Regions from separate parts of the Xenopus laevis genome. Here region 2 is linked to region 1. A link is a contact called in public Hi-C data. All regions are on one chromosome and are shown on one strand. Each heading gives the region's core, a stretch centred on a gene start, on an enhancer-like site or on the middle of the called end of the contact. The rest is flanking DNA. Distances are from core to core; before and after follow the strand shown. Region 1 has its middle 28 kb from the start of phf20.L. Region 2 has its middle 21 kb from the start of LOC108701070.

What was found. Hi-C and Micro-C count contacts between places; a contact is called where the count stands out from the background.
Region 2: a Hi-C map of the XL177 cell line shows a contact between it and region 1, with 4 times the contacts expected there. The contact joins two enhancer-like sites. A contact is called at or near these places in 3 of 4 Hi-C or Micro-C datasets (the XL177 cell line, the XTC cell line and animal cap).

The regions. Positions count from the first base shown.
Region 1 is chr9_10L:43,799,677-43,802,603 of Xenopus_laevis_v10.1, reverse strand. No RefSeq gene overlaps it. Among protein-coding and RNA genes, the nearest start is that of phf20.L, 28 kb to the right of the region's middle. Within about 2 kb of position 1,458, at least 1 of the 7 cell types and tissues checked has an H3K27ac peak or open chromatin away from gene starts, as enhancers often do.
Region 2 is chr9_10L:43,909,395-43,912,321 of Xenopus_laevis_v10.1, reverse strand. No RefSeq gene overlaps it. Among protein-coding and RNA genes, the nearest start is that of LOC108701070, 21 kb to the right of the region's middle. Within about 2 kb of position 1,556, at least 2 of the 7 cell types and tissues checked have an H3K27ac peak or open chromatin away from gene starts, as enhancers often do.

The DNA.
Region 1 (2,927 bases), core at 209-2,708:
ATAACTTTTTCTCTGTCCTTGGTGAGTTGTATTTGTGGTTCTGTTCAATGTAATGAACAGTTTGGTTGAAAATGGAACCTCTGTTTAGTCTCGGGTTTTAAGCAAACAAAATTGTGGAACATATATTAAAACTGCTCTATGTATAACAACATCTGCTGATCTAATCTTGAAAAGAACTAAGCCTCCTCACTATAGACTAAGGGGGGAATTCACAAAAGTGTCGGTAAAAAAAGTAACCCAGAAGTGGCGGTCGACAAATTTGTAAAATGTCGTATGAACGGCAAATTCACAAAGGCAGATGTTACCATCTCTGAATGTCTCGTAAGTCTGACAATTTTCTAAAATGTCGTATATCTTTTCATCGTACAAACGACATTTACCAAGACTTTTTAAACGACAATTTGTCTGACATTTTCATTTTGGAGAGCCTAAAGTGTCTGAAAAATTGTCCGTAAAAAAAATGAGTTTACGAGTAATTCATAAAAATGGCGGGAAAAGTGGCGCCGAAAAAACCACGCCCACTTTTAACGACACAAATTCAAAAGTGTCGCACATGTCGGAAAATTGGCGGAGAAATGCTCTGTGAATTTGTCGGCTGTTGCTACGACACTTTCTACGACATTTTAAAGACATTTTTTCGTTCCCGACACTTTTGTGAATTCCCCCCTATTAGTCTGATTACTCATTCCTTTTCAGTTAAAGTTGAATTAGTTGAATTGTGATTATTATGGTTCATGTCTAAAGCTCTAAACCTGAGCATAACAATAAAGACATTGGGAATGAAGGTGTCACGGTCGGCACCCAACACCAGAACAAATGCCAAGCACCCTGGTCTCGGCTCGTGCTTCACCTGTAGTGTGACCACCTTTGGCCTCGGGAGGAGCCCTCAGCTACTTGGATGCCACCAGGACTTAAATGAGAGGTGCAAGGCTAGAGGTTCTGGATAGGCAGAGGGGCACGACTGTTAGCTAGAGTCTTTGGGCAGAAGGCCGTAATACAAGGCGTTAGGCAATAGAGTAGCCAGATCAGGCTGGCTCGAGGCAGGCAGAGAATAGCGTAGTCAGGCAGGCAAGGGTCAAACCTGGATATCAATCAGAGGGGTTACGCAGAAGAGGTAGTCGGTGTTCAGGCAAGGGTCAGGAATCAGAGGTCAGAATAGTCAGAAGCCAGGCAGGGGTCACAACAGGAATCAATAAAGAGTAAACAGAAGCTCAAAAGCACAGAAGCACCAGGAACAAGATCCTATAACGGGCAATGTGAAAAATCCAAACTGCGCCTTTAATACTTTTAAATTTCGCGCCACTGCGCCGCGCACCTAAACCCTTCCCCATTTGCGGGCCAGAAAAGCAGCGTGGAGGGCGTCCCCGCCGAGAGGGCTGCAGGCGTCCCTGCAGACCCCCTCCCGCTAGACCACCAGGTATAGTTGTTACAGAAGGTTAGGAATCCCTGGCCTAGTTGTTAATCTCTCTTATTAAAAGATTTCTTGTTTTTCAACGTTTTAAATAGTTAATTGTTAAAGACTCAATGCCCCTGTATGTAAGTCGTTAGGATAGTGTTTCAGTCCGGCTTGTGGCCTAGTCTCTAGGAGGATTGATCCTAATTAATAGACATGAGGCAAAATAACACCATTATCAGAGTTAAGCCGGCCATAGATGCAAAGATCTGATCGTTTGTTCGAATCCTTGAACGATCAGACTTATCGTCCGAAAATTGAGGATTCGTACAATTGGATCTTTACGTCTATGGCCGTCTTAAATTAGCACACGCACATTCTGGATAGTGTACCTCTGGGTTATTTTCATGGGCAGGCACTTGTAATTCGAAATATGTGTTAGCTAACACCTGGTACCATGAAATCATAGTGCTTTATTTACAAAAGACAAAGTCATGTTCTACAGTGAATTTCTGTTAGCCAATCATCATTTTGCATTAAATATGATATCATTATCTGGATTATACAATGTTTGTATCTTATCTTAAAGTAGCTATCTTATTTGACTTCACATTGTTGTCGGCAAGAATCAGTTAAAACATAATTGCCTGTTGTATTTAATCAGTATATACTGTGTCTGATTGGATCTCAGCCAGTTCTTTACTAAGGCTGAGGGCACACAGGGCATACTGTCTGGTTCTTTTAACCTGTGTTTTGTATGCAGGTGGAGAGCGGCAGATCAGCTCCTCTCGGGTCACATCTATATCTCTACTGACAGTTGCAACATCGGCCTGAGTGCAGCTAAACTGAGCAGAAATCAGCCCAAAAATACACAAATAAAGAGAAACAGACTGTACCCGTGTGCCCTCAGCCATTGCGTGAAAAGCTCTGCTCTGTCTTTGGAAAACATGATGTTTTTAGTTACTGTGTGTTTTCAGTCTGTACCAAGTGCTCCCTCTCCTGGAGAAACCAAGTCATGTTACACAAACAGCTACACGTGTTTCTAGACATAAGGATACGCTTAAAACAAATTGAAATTATTGTTTTTTAACCCATAAGAACTGCAAAGTTTAAACATACGTTGCCCTTATTTGCATGACTAGGTTGTTGCAATCAGATATATAAAAAAACAAATCCTCATGTTACATAACAACAAAAGTTTTCACCTTTTCCAGTCTACAGAAAATAGTGTGCAATTAATACAAGGGAACAACACACAACACAAATGGAAAAATGTGTATTTCAGTATGCCAGCTATCCACTTTTTGTCTTAAAGGGATTGTTCAATCAATTTTTAGTTGTGTAAAGTGTGATAAAAGAGACAATTTGCAGTTGTTTATATTTATTTTATTTGTGGGTTATTTAGCTGTTTATTCAGCAGCTCTTCAGTTTGCAATTTCAGCAATCTGGTTGCTAGAGTACAAATTACCTATCAAAAGTTTTCACCTTTTTCAGTCTACAGAAAATACACCCCTTAGTGTGGAATTAATACAAG
Region 2 (2,927 bases), core at 307-2,806, 110 kb before region 1:
TTAAATTTGGGAGAAATGCAACGATTTCAGACAGAATTTCAACACTGCAGCGAATGCCTTAAAAAAAAGCACAAGCAGCAAGTTGAGCCAAGTTTGAACATAGGGAAAATCGCACAAAAAGCAGTCTTCAAACGGAGCCAATCCAGCCTATGCTGTTCACTTTCAAACTTGCAGTACGCTGCTCAACACCAGGGCCGCCATTAGTAGTTCACGGGGCCCCGTACAACAAAACTTTTGGGGCCCCCTGGGACTTAAATTTCGGCTGTTTTTGTGACTTTGGGTCTTTTCGCCGCTTCAGGGCTTCAATTTCGGCTGTTTTTGTGACTTCGGGTCTTTTCGCTGCTTCGGGAGTTCGGCTGTTTTCGTGGCTTCGGGTCTTTTCGCCGCTTTGGGATTTCTGAACTTTTGGCACTTTAGGCACCGCATTTGGGCTGTTTGGGACTTCGGAAATGGCCACACTGCTTCGGTGCTGTCAAGGGGTGCAGCACTGCCGGGTCCCCCTTCAGGCCTGGGCCCGGGACACTTGTACCCCTGTCCCCCTTTGATTTCGGTCCTGCTCAACACTAAAGGCCCCCATACACGGGGCAATAAAGCTGCCGACAGACCAAGTCGGCAGTTTATTGACCCCTGTGTGGGGCCATTCATGGAAAGTCGGGCAGATGCCAATCGGGCAGGTTAAAAAATCCTGTTGGATGCCACATCTTTTCGTTGATGCAACCAACTGTTTGGCCTCCAATCTGATTGTTGGACCCTAGGGCCCAATGACTGGATCAGCTCGATATCGGCCACTTCAATGTAGGCATATAGGGGAGAGATCCGCCTATTTGACGACATCGCCAAATGAGCAGATCTCCCTGTGGATGGCCACCTTAAGGGGCAGATTTATTAACCATCAAATTGAAAATTTGATTTAGAATTTTCTAATTTTTTTTCAACTCTCAAATTCGAATTGTGAATTATCCAACTCGATTTGAGTTTTAATTCGAATTCAAATTTCAAGATTTAGCATACTCTGTCCCTTTAAGAACTCAAATTTGACTATTCGCAACCTAAAACCTGCCGATTCGATAAGTCAATGGGAGACGTCCAACTTGATTCAAGTTTTCGAGGCCGTAAAATTCATCCAAGTTTTAGATATTAGATCTTTTATTATAAAGAACCCCCAGTTGAATTTCGAATATATTTGAATATAATAGAGTTTTGAATAACTCACATGAATTCGAAATTCGACCTTTAATAAATGTGCCTCTAAATGCTGATTGGTTGCTACTGGCAACTGTACTTGTGCAATGTATTGCCTGTAAATCAGCCCTCAAATTAGCATTTGTACTTGTCAGTCCCATGCAAATTGCAGAGCCAGTTTTTCTTGCTGAACCTTTGCGATAGTGGTGTTATGTCTGGCGCCAATAATGGTGTTTCAGCAGACACAAGTCCATATAGCCCCTAACAAGCCCAATAAAAAATGACTGTCTATGGCATCTTACCACAACCCCTCTGGCATTTGACAGAACCTACAGATTGCCAGTCCAGGCCTGCTCCCCAGTTCATAATTATTCAGATTATCTGTCAGGTTTCAAAAGGCTGAAACCCAAACTGACAGTTGGACCCGAACAGTCCTAGGAAACACTGAACTGTTTGGTTCAAAACCGAGCAGATGGCAACCCTAATCCTAGCAGAAATGTTGTTGTTGTTTGTTGCTTTGTCCTGTGTATAAAATAATTCTGACTAATGGCTCAGGAATAAGTCGTGGGTGCTCATTTGTAATGCTGATCCTGTACCAGAAAAACCAGCTTGTCTTTCGTTGGCCAGAATAATAAGACAGATACTGGAGGTGTAGGAGTGAAGACTGCAATTTAAACAAACTGCAGCATGTCCATTGTGTAAAGAAAAGAGAAAGGAATTTGTACATGCAAATGTCATTAGGCAAATAACCTGTACTTTTCGGGACCATAAAGGAGAAAAATAAAGGGGACCCCCACCCAAAAACTGCAATTCTAATCATCTCTTATAAGTTTGAAAGCAGTTTGTGACTGGCTGCTTATATTCTCTGTACAGCTGCTTCTGACTCCTGAAACAATAGACCTGGAGGAAATATGACCCATACACAGTGTTGGACTGGGACACCAGGGGCCCACCCAAAAACCTTAGATCAGGGGCCCACTCTTGGTACTATTATTATTCGTCTCCTCACTCAAACTCTATTCTCCTAGTCTCTTTTCTTTACATACTATAATCTATTATTCCATCTATTTAGCCTCTTTGTTCTCATAGAAATAGGGAATGGCCATGAAATAGGCCAAATATTTAGCAGCATGAGAGCCACGGACACCTGGGCCCACCGGGAGTTTTCCTGGTATCCCTGTGGGCCAGTCCGACACTGCACATACAAGACTAAAGCTGGCCATAGATACAAATATCCGACCGTTTGAGTTCTCGAACGATCGGACTTCCCCATCTCCAGACCTGCCATTCCAATCAAATAATGTACAAAAGAACAGATCAGCCGATGTTCTGCCCCTGACAGCAATCGTACGAAAGTTATGTCCGACCAATGCTAGTGACAGTCTCCCTCGGAAAATCGTATGATCGACAATATATGCAGAGATATTACCGACAGAAATCTTTTAACTTGTATGATCTACCAAACAACCGATTTCCGTGGGACGAAAAATGTCGGGACTCTCCACACACGGTCCGAAAATTGTACGAATCCTCGATTCGCACGATCGGATCTTTGCGTCTATGGCCAGCTTCAGACGCATTGAAAAGAAGGAACCGAATTCAGATTATTTATTACAAATAGCCTTATCACCGAGAATGTTTAACGTAGATTAGAAAGTGCTTAGAATTCTGTTTTATTGTCCATTTGGGTAGAGATCCCTTTAAGAGCAATATTGTAAAGATGAGCCTCGGGCGTAATAATTAAA